3 separate regions of the Mus musculus genome follow, and all the other regions are linked to region 2. The links are chromatin contacts, called in public Hi-C and HiChIP or PLAC-seq maps. All regions are on one chromosome and are shown on one strand. Each heading gives the region's core, a stretch centred on a gene start, on an enhancer-like site or on the middle of the called end of the contact. The rest is flanking DNA. Distances are from core to core; before and after follow the strand shown. Region 1 has its middle 120 kb from the start of Gm9767. Region 2 holds the start of Tmem200a (transmembrane protein 200A). Region 3 overlaps Tmem200a (transmembrane protein 200A).

What was found. HiChIP or PLAC-seq counts read pairs in DNA pulled down with a chosen protein or histone mark. A called contact is a pair of places that touch in the nucleus more often than the background predicts.
Region 1: a CTCF HiChIP or PLAC-seq map of the NIH/3T3 cell line shows a contact between it and region 2, with 11 read pairs. The contact joins the enhancer-like site here to the promoter of Tmem200a in region 2. A contact is called at or near these places in 6 of 39 promoter capture datasets (the 3T3-L1 cell line, 3T3-L1-derived adipocytes, embryonic stem cells and 2 more), 1 of 15 datasets of contacts at CTCF or cohesin (the NIH/3T3 cell line), 5 of 484 Hi-C or Micro-C datasets (embryonic fibroblasts, embryonic stem cells, nephron progenitors and 2 more), 4 of 115 datasets of contacts at active chromatin or transcription factors (embryonic stem cells and forebrain) and 3 of 9 other capture datasets (embryonic stem cells, liver and pancreatic islet).
Region 3: a Hi-C map of ventral hippocampal neurons shows a contact between it and region 2, with 2.4 times the contacts expected there. The contact joins the enhancer-like site here to the promoter of Tmem200a in region 2. A contact is called at or near these places in 3 of 484 Hi-C or Micro-C datasets (cerebral cortex, nephron progenitors and ventral hippocampal neurons), 2 of 115 datasets of contacts at active chromatin or transcription factors (embryonic stem cells and neural progenitor cells) and 2 of 9 other capture datasets (adipose tissue and embryonic stem cells).

Annotation. Positions count from the first base shown.
Region 1 is chr10:25,960,067-25,963,254 of GRCm38.p6, reverse strand. No RefSeq gene overlaps it. Among named protein-coding and RNA genes, the nearest start is that of Gm9767, 120 kb to the left of the region's middle. Within about 2 kb of position 1,629, at least 10 of the 459 cell types and tissues checked have an H3K27ac peak or open chromatin away from gene starts, as enhancers often do. A contact at or near this core is called in the NIH/3T3 cell line, where this site is marked.
Region 2 is chr10:26,077,700-26,080,925 of GRCm38.p6, reverse strand. Tmem200a (transmembrane protein 200A) reads left to right here and starts at 1,963. Exons shown (of 3, transcript NM_001358814.1): 1 at 1,963-2,090; 2 at 2,607-2,788. Gm9767 (predicted gene 9767) reads right to left here and starts at 2,671. Exons shown (of 1, transcript NR_028030.2): 1 at 1,479-2,671.
Region 3 is chr10:25,997,822-26,001,058 of GRCm38.p6, reverse strand. All of the region lies in intron 2 of Tmem200a (transmembrane protein 200A), which reads left to right. Among named protein-coding and RNA genes, the nearest start is that of Gm9767, 79 kb to the left of the region's middle. Within about 2 kb of position 1,403, at least 6 of the 459 cell types and tissues checked have an H3K27ac peak or open chromatin away from gene starts, as enhancers often do. A contact at or near this core is called in ventral hippocampal neurons, where this site is marked.

The sequences.
Region 1 (3,188 bases), core at 380-2,879, 120 kb after region 2:
AGTCTCACATTCACAGAGAACCACATTGTTAGGATTCTAAATAGTCTCTGAAAGAAAGCTCTGTCTCTTATGCCTTATGAAAATGTTTGCTGCTCCTTGTTTGGTCGTGATTGATTGCAGCCTTCACTGTTAGTCTTACTGGTGTTAATATCTCCAAGGTGATTTCTGTTTCCTTGGCAACTGTAATGTTTATTTTTCAAGACAGCACCGGTCTGGTCTCTGGTAGTTAAGATGGTAAAGCCAGACTGTAATGGTAAGGTGCAGACATAAATCTTCCCTATCACTGATTTCTAGAATCCATTTAATCAGTTCGAAGCCTGACGACCAACCTGTATTCTGATGTTTTGATTACAGGGTTTTCTCAGCCAACACTCCTCTCTGATTTCAAGAAATCATGCCTTAAATTCCAATAGACTTTCACCAGCTAAAGAAATTCCTAGTGTTTTATCTAAATTTTCATAGCTTTAAACTTGCATAATGCATCACTATTGTATTTACATGGAAATGGCCAGAGGAGATCAAGGTATAACTTCTCCAAGAGAAAGAAATAAACACTAAGTGAAAATCATGCATTCTTTAAAGCAAAGTTATCTGTCAAGTGCTACTGACATTATTAAAATTTATAAAATTCAAGAGTGAATTGCAAATGAGGAAATGTCTCTGATCATTCCTGTCTTCATCAGAAGTAATAAGTATCTCAGTAAGTATTAAAGATGTTCCTAGAAATTCTCTAGAACAGTGGAGGGCAGGCAGCCTCACACCACAGGTAGGTGAAACCATACCTGGACCAGATGTTTAGATGTCAGACCCTCTGCCATCTACTTAAACTTAAATCTCACTCCGGGATCCTGAAAATGGAATTAGGGAAGGGGTCACCTGACCTCTTTTCTCTCACATAGCAAAATTGAATAAATCTCCATTCTTTGCTTTCTATTATTAATTTGAGTCTTTTAGTTGGCTGATTGAGGATGAGTAGCCAAAATTTAGCTTGGGCACAGGCAGTGATGCCTACGTCTGGGCTGATGCGATTCTTAATGCTATTTCTCTGCAGGTTTTAAACAACCATGTAAGCAAGCATCTTTCAATTTGCCTATGTACATTTTTTTCTCCTCTGGCCAACAGTTGGAATTATATTATAGAGCAACTCCCTAGAAACATGCTCTTAGAACCCTTATAGTAGTAGGCAGAGAGACAGAGAGAGAGAGAAGAGAGAGAGAGAGAGGGAGAGAGAGAGAGAGAGAGAGAGAGAGAGAGAGAGAGAGAGAGAGAGAGGTGGGAAGAGTGACTGAGGGACAGACAGGTGAAGTCACCAATGGCCACTTTGTAGGGTCATAAGCGTTGGATACTGTTGAATGCTATTCAGGTCCTTAGGAGAGCTGCCCAGATTGAATTTCTAAGTGTTCACAAGTACAACTATACTTGCAAAGAATTATAAGTTTACAGAAACTGAACATACAGATTTATTTTATCATATACTTACGTATATGTGTCATGGAGGTGTGTGCATACAAGTGTCCACTGAAGCCAGAAGGGAGTCAAAGCCCCAGAAGCTGGAATTATAGGTAGTTATGAGCCACCATGTATATTCTTGGACCCAAACGTGAGTCATCTGTTATGAGAACGGTGCACACTCATAACCACTAAGCCATCTCTCTGGGCCCTAGAGGATGGTTTACCTTCAAGGTACTCAGAATACACACTACAAGGAAGATGGGAGGAGAGACATAAAAACTGCATTTCTCTGTTCCCATCAAGGGCGTGATATTTAAAACAGAGCACTCGCTTACATTTCACATATCACATATTTGAAATGTTTACTATATCCCTTCATTCAGAGGCAATGTATATCATCAGATGGGAAAATATTACTCAATAGAATGATTCATGTTGAGATCAGAGTATGCCCTACTTATATGTAAGTTTGGTTTTTCAAGTCATGCACGGCTCTAGGAGACTCCATTTGAAAAGCACCCTATGCTTCCATTTTGAGGAAGAAAGATGACTGTAGCCCCTGGGCATACCTAGAACATGCACCATTTATCAGTCACCACAGACTGATTGCTGAGGGTGGAAAGTGAGTCACCTCACCAGTTCATTGTAGACGAATGAGAGAACTTTGAGGGCATGCTGGCATGTAAAGTCTTTTCAGAAAAATCAGGCCCAAGAACTGGGCACAGCAGATCTAGTAAAGATTGCAGCTTCCTTTCCTGGAAGGAAAGTGATAGACACCTAGCATTGCAATGACACAGACTCACACCAGTCTAATCACCTGTTGTATATGCACGTGAGTGATGCATGTGTGTGTGTGTGTGTGAAGTACTAAGTGATGCATTACAATCTCAGCTCAAGTCTGAACACGGTACTTTGGGCCAAATAGTTCCATGTGTGAGAGGTTTATTGGAGGAGAAAAAGAGAGAGGGGGGAAGGTGGCACAGAAGGGGGAAAAAGAGAGAGGGAGGGGCATTCCCCTTATTTATATGGAAAATGACATAATGCAGGTAAAGGTGGGAGGTGAGCCAAGTGGATTCTGGGAATATAGTAGCTGTTGTCCTGATAACAGGTCTGTAGGTTGCACTGTCGCCTCTGTGATATCATAGGTTTGGGAAGTCCTGATGTCAACACTAAGGACTCCCCAGCTTGGCTCAGTTATTGATGCAGCTGAGTGACTGCCTGTCACCTGCCTGCCATCGCCCTGTTCTACCATCTGGGCCTGGACCTGACCCACTGACAGTGGAAGTTACTGGTTGTGCTATGTGGTGCACATCCATGTGGTGTTTTGCTGAGGCAAGATCTGTGGGAGTACGAGCAGTGTTTGGAGAGAGTATAAATAGGACTCAACAGACAGTGAAGGGGCTAGCCTTGTATAGTCAGCTGTTCAGCTCTTCAATGGTCATCACTGGTCTTCACTTTGTTGAGAGAGGCACGTGCAGAGAACTCCTGGCATTCCAGCTGGTCTGGTCACTCCCACTGACTTGCACTGACTCTTTGGAGGCCTGGCAGTTTCTGCTGGATTGTGTCACCATTGCTGACTTGCATTTGGTATCCTGACACTATTGAACAGGACAACAGAGATTGTAATTGTCCCAAAGAACTGCTTCGAAACAGGTCTGCATCCCCTTGTCCTATTTACCATCTTTTCTCCCCTATCTTTGGATGGTAGGCTAGAAGAGGGGTTGAAGTATTTGAGA
Region 2 (3,226 bases), core at 714-3,213:
GAGTGGGTGTGTGCTCAATCGAATGTACTGAATATATAACAAGCCAGAAGAATTTCATATATTATTTTAACTTATAATAATGTTAGGTATTTTTTCTGCTTAAGAAACAAGAGAAATTATACTCAAAAGTCCTTCAGGCTTCAATTAGAGAGAACAGTGCTTTCTCTTTATTCTGTACTCATGTAACATTTAGAATGGACTTGTTTTAATGGAAACTGTATACATCTCAAAACAGCAGACTCAAAAATAATTACGTGTAAAACACAGGTAGCTTTTACCCCCCAAATAGGGAATAGTTGATTCCCATCCATTACACCAGAGTGGATATAAAGCCACTAAATCCAAAATCCATTACTGACATGATATGCTCACTGGGCTCTTTCCAGATGGAAAATATTGGCCATTAGCAAAGATTAAATAATTTACCTGAGCTTGCCTGGAACACTAAGAGCCAGAGGGGGACTGATGAATATCTTCTTGGGAGGTTGCTTAGACTATAGAATGGCAGATAACCCTCAATTTACAAGGCTATTTACTACTGAATTTTTCTGACTAGTAGTAATTATTTTAAAAATAAAATATGTTGATGATGTTATCTAGTTCACCTTCTTCCTTCTTCTTTGACTGAATAACTGGAATATAAGTTCAGATTGGTAATTGTGATCAGTGGTGATAAGAATGAGTCTAGATCTTTTCCCGAAGTCTTTCCTCATCAGCCTCTCTTTGAAGACTGCCTGGACATGTGATGCCTGTGATGTCTGGATTGCCATTTTAAATGTTTCCCTGTACATTGTAGACACTGTGCTACATTAAAAGAGCAGGATGGGAGGAACCTATTACCCACCCCTTTACAAGTCAGGAAGGCTTGCTAGGAAGTGTGTTCTCTTGGGAGCTTTGAGGAGAAAGGAAGAGTCAGGGCATTCTTGTACAACGAGTAGAACCTTACTAGGCTCACACGATTAATAAGGTTCCTTGACAAATGTGCTAGAAAACCTCAGAGAACTGATCAAATGGCTTTGGGCCAAGAGAACTAGCCACATGAAGGTGGAAGGAAAAGAAAACCACAGATGGCTTACAAGGTGACTCATTTCTCCTACCCCATCCCATCTACTTTCTTTCTTTTTTTCTTTTTTTTTTTTTTTTAAGCATTTGGTCCTGAAATTTCAGAAAAAGTATTTAACCTCCATACTGAAGCAAGATTTTTTTTTTAAAACCACTATTGCCCGTTTTTACAGTCTTTCTCCATTGCCAGTGTCATCTTAATGACCTGTCTGGCCTCTACGGGTTGCCTTATTTTCTTGAGTCTAGATTTTTTCCCCACAGAATCCAGTAGCTGACACATTGAAATAGATACACACCAGAGCAGAATATTTGCCTCTTGCCTATGAGTTAAAAAAAAAATCCAAGAAACTCATGGATTTACAAAACCATAGCTCAGCTACGGTTGCTGTACACTGCACACTCCAACGCAGTAATTTGAATACGAAACTTTATTTACTGACTTGATCTTCAGCCAGAGTGGGCGCTTTGGTCCCTTGCAGAATTGCACGTGACTATTATTTCAATTATTTCATTCTATGGACAGGACATGTTTTTTTTTTTCTCACTGATAATTTTTGGTAACTTGAAGCCTTCATTGGATTTGATATCTGGAGCTTAGCCTCAGACTCATCATCTTAGGATACAATTAGCCCCTGCCCCTCACAACCCCATGCCCAGAACCCTTCCCAACCAGTCTGCTCTACTGGAACTAACTTCCCAGCAGCTTAAACCCTCTGAGGGCTAGGAGTGCAGTATCTCTTGGGGGTCCAGGTCTGACTTTGTTAGCACAGCACTCGTGCAGCCGCCAGGGGGACCCCGACCCTCCCAGGCTGCATCTGATAAGAAAGCATCCGAGGGGCGTGGAACCGAGGGGCCTATGGATCCTTCTTCCAGAAAATACAGAGTCCGCCGGGGATCCCCAGTTCTTATTGAGACAGGAGGGGCAGGTATCTCCCGTTCTGGAACTCGCGTCCGACGGTGATGAGAAGCGAGTGGGTGTGTCCGCTTCCGCCCGCTGGCCTTCAGATGAAGCAGATCGCCTGGAAGCGGTACTTTGTTCCCCAAATGGGTTTTGTATGGGCGCCATCCCGGCGCTAGAAGTACAACTTTGCAGCCAGGGCGCCGGGTAGCTGGGTTGGGGTCCGGGGGGAAGGGTGGGTCCTGCACGCAGCTCTTGCACAGCTTGGCGACTGGGCCGGCGGAGTTCCCACGGGTCGTGGGCGGCGGTGCGATTAGCACCGTCTGGGTCCCCGGCTGCTGGCGACGCTCCGGGAAGCCCGTCCCGCCCTCGCCCCCGATCCTCCTCTTGGCGGCTTCGGGGGCTAGAATTCATCAGGAACCAAGCCCAAAACTTTCCCTCGAGCCCCGCATTCCTTTTGTCTTTCTTGGCGGCGGCGGAGACGCCTTAGCTGCGATCTTTTGCCCTGGCCTCGGTCACCGGTACCCTAGAAGGATAGGGGCTGCGCTCGTCCGATGGCGGCGGCCGCGTCCCCCAGATGCGCGAGTCAGGGCGCCCGCACCCCGGCCTGACTCATCTTCCTTTGGTGACCGCACCGCGTCCTCAGCCGGAGCCCCACGGGGATGGGGAGTGAGACCGTGGCTGCCCGCAGCTGCCCAGATTCCTCCTGACGCCCCCGACCCCGCCGCCTCCCTCGCTGGTCCCCGGAGGCGCACGCTGTCGCGACAGCTGTGAGAGCGAAGAGCCCGGAGAGGCCACCGGAGCCCCGAGACCAGGCGCTCAGGACAGGTGAGTGGACCACCAGGGTGCTGCGGGGCGTGCAGAGGTGGGTGGGCGAGCCCTGCAGCTGTACCCCGGGTTTCTGAAACCCCTTCTCCTCCCCTCCGCTTTAGCCCGCAGAGTTAGGGGAAACAATGACTCCCAAAGTTTGGGGGAATGAACCAAGTCCTCCATCAGTTCCAGACTTCTTGGTCTCCAGAGTACAGGAGAGGTGGTGCGGGGCAGCCTGTGAGCAGCCGGCTTCTGAGAGCGCCTGGCTTCGCGTCTTGGAGCTACACCCTCCTTTGTCTAAGGTTCCAGAGTCAGCAATCTTTGTGAGGGTCTACGGCGTTAATTTATGGTAGACAAAAGTGTGAACAGGGTTCCCTAGATCAGTATTTCAGTGTGATCCTACCTGCATAAGCAAAACGAAGAGGGGTAATTGTCTATAGGCTTCAGCACGACTCT
Region 3 (3,237 bases), core at 154-2,653, 79 kb after region 2:
AGATGGAAATATTTTCTATTCAAGCTACAACAGTTTTAGGACTTTCTTCCCAGTAGAGACATTTAAAACTTTGAGTTTTTAATTTTTTTTTAAAATTTATATCGTTACCAGAGTCAAAAGAGAAAGTTTCTATGGGTGCCTAGCAGTTCAGTCAAACTAAGTTGAAAACATTAGCAAACAGAATGGAAGGCCTCCTTCCATATATGTGTACTAGTAGGTTTGCATGTGGATGCTAGAGGAAGACATTGAGTGACACATGTCCTTCCTCTAACACTTGATAGCCACGAGCATCCTCAGTACCATGATGGTAGAAAGAGAGAACTTACTCTTGTAAGTCACCTTCTGACATCTATGTGCACACTGTGGTATTATGTGCCTGCATGCTTGTGCATACATCACACACACACACACACACACACACACACACACACACACAAGCAGACATACAGACACACATGCATGCATGCAGACACACACAGAGACACACATTCATGCACAAATGCACATAGACACATTAAACAAATCAATGTATAGTTTGGTTAACTATTCAAGTGCAGTTATTAGTGGTCTGTAAGGATGCAGGAAGCCTGGGGTTTTCTACCTCGAGAAACACAAGTCCATATATTGCAAGGAAGAGATGAGTTCATACAAAGGCTTGCTTTTCTTTTTAATTGTTTCTTCAGATTTACAGAGTTATATTGAATACATAATGTAAGGAATGATAAGGCAGGAAAGCCCAACCTGTTCATCTGGTATTTGCAGTTGGACAGTACTATAGGCACTGTTATGTTCCCACTGGAATACTAGAGTGAAAACAGGAAAATGATGAGGACGAGGGAGCTGGGGGACACTAGACTTGAGGAAGCCATAGGACGATACAATATGAAAATCTGCAAAATGTTAGTTCTGCACCAACAAGTTTTCCTATTCTGGAGACCTTTGCTGGTATTACTCAGTATAGCGTAAAGCTCCATAGTCAAGTGAAACAGTGGACCAACAACAAAGCAGTCTTTAGTGAATTGGCAGACTGACGCTCAAGTCACTACACATAAAAGGTAACCCATTGTGATCAGGCACATCTTGAGCTCACAGACCATGTGTCATAGAGAGAATGCGCTTGAAAATCTATATGGGTTCTGTGTCAGCAATGTTTCTACAAATGTGCTAGCCTGACAAACTATCAAATGCAGGCCTGAACCAACTATGAGCTGTGTAACAATTAGCATGGAACAAATACTCTCCAAGGACTAAAAGCCATGAAGCCCTGGAACACAGAAATCTCCAGAAGGCCAAGTAGCAATCATAATGAGCTCAGAAAACACCCTGCTGGGACCCAGTGGGAGGCATATTCTGCAGGAACAGAAGGCATTAGAAGCCTGTCTTTCCCAAAGCAAAAATATTTTCCCACCACACATTCCAGCTCTTCAAATCTGGACATTCTCTCAACAATAACTGTCACACTCTACACTTGCTACATCTCCGACAGGAAGGTGGTTTAAACTGTTAAAAGGAAGCCCTTGCTATGAAAGTCACCAATTTACCCAGCATGCAGGATTTCAGTAGAGATGTCCCAGCTGCCGAACTGAACTACTCATGACCACAGATTGCTTTCCACCCTTCACCGCAGAGAAGTTCCTGTCCTCAGCAGCATGGACATCATGATTTGTGCAGCAGCATTGAAAAGAGAGCTGCTCGGAAATATTAAGATCATTTTTCGGTGATAGTAGGCCTGGGAAATCCAGAACACACTGATGAGAGTCCTGAAGGCCAGAAAGACTGGAGAGCAATGGCCATTTGAGTTTCTTCAGTTACGGTCACACAGCTTGGAGAAGACTCAAATCCACAAGCCACACAGATGCTTCCATCCTGCCAAGGTCATTGAAGGCTTCACAGTCATCTCTCTATACTACAAATAAGCCATCTTTCCTAGATCGAATTCACCGTCCACATTAGCACAAAATGTGCCATCCCATAATTCACAGGCTCCTGCACATTAAGCCTCTTGTGAAATTTTCTAACTTAAGGCCTTTTTAAAGCATCATTTTGACTGGTGAATTTTATTCTCCCAACCCATGATTTCTCTGAGAGCAAGGAATGACAAGGTATGGAGTAAGGCCATATTGAGGAATGACAAGACAGGACTCCCTTATAAAAAGATAGAATTCTCTGATCTTGAAAACACAAACTCCTTTAGCACTGAGGGACATAGTTCATGAGTATTTCAGAGAAACCGCACAGCCAATGCCTACATGGCCAGCATATTGAAAATCACACTGGGGATGCTGTGGTGACCTGGGAGATTGTTTATGACCTCATCATTTCTGCTCTCTTTTTCTAGTATGGAGTTAGTGGCAGCAACTCCATGAATTGGGAGAACATAGATTTTTTTTTTAATTTCTAATTTTCACAATGAATCTCAATCAGTTTTTTTTCTCATCTAAATTCTCTGTCTGTGAACTACTTGACTGAATATTTGACTATCAAATTCATGTAGGAACCACCAACCCCTAAGGCCATAGTTTCAGGAAGGAGAACTGTAGGGAGGACACTAAGTCATCAGGATGGACTGACCACTCTAAACTGGAATTTGTGCCCCTCTGTCTAAGCTCTTTTGCATTATTCCAGTAGAATCTAGGTAATGTGTAGAGAGGATGAGTGGCGTACGTTGCTCGAGCTGAGACGTTCAAGGTAAAGGGCTGTATCTGCTAAAGCCTCATAGCCTGGCAAAGGCATGTGGTGAAAAGCAAGGCCAGTTCAATGCTTGTGGTGCTTTGAGTAGGAATAGCTCCCGTAGGCTCGAATACTTCATCATTAGTGAGTGGCACTATTTGAGATTAGGAGGTGTGGCTTTGTTGGAGTGGGTGTGACCTTGTTGGAGGAAAAGTGTCACTGGGGGTCAGCTTTGGGATGTCAGAAGCCCAAGCCAGGTCAATCGGCTTTTCTCTTCCTGCTGCTTGCAGATCTGAACTGGGCTACTTCTCCTGCACCATGTCTGCCTGCCTGCTGCTATGCTTCCTGCCAAGATGATAATGGACTAAATCTCTGAACAGCTAAATCTTAAAGGGTCACCCGCACTAGGTTGAGAACTACTTGCCAAAGGGAAGGCCATACTCCTATTCTGCTGGCATCCTCTCCACGTCTTCCACATTGATGTTAACTTGATTTCTCACCATGATAGATGTGAAAAAAATGCTGTCTCTCATATGCACCCTGGGGCAAGGCTCTTCCTAATTGAAA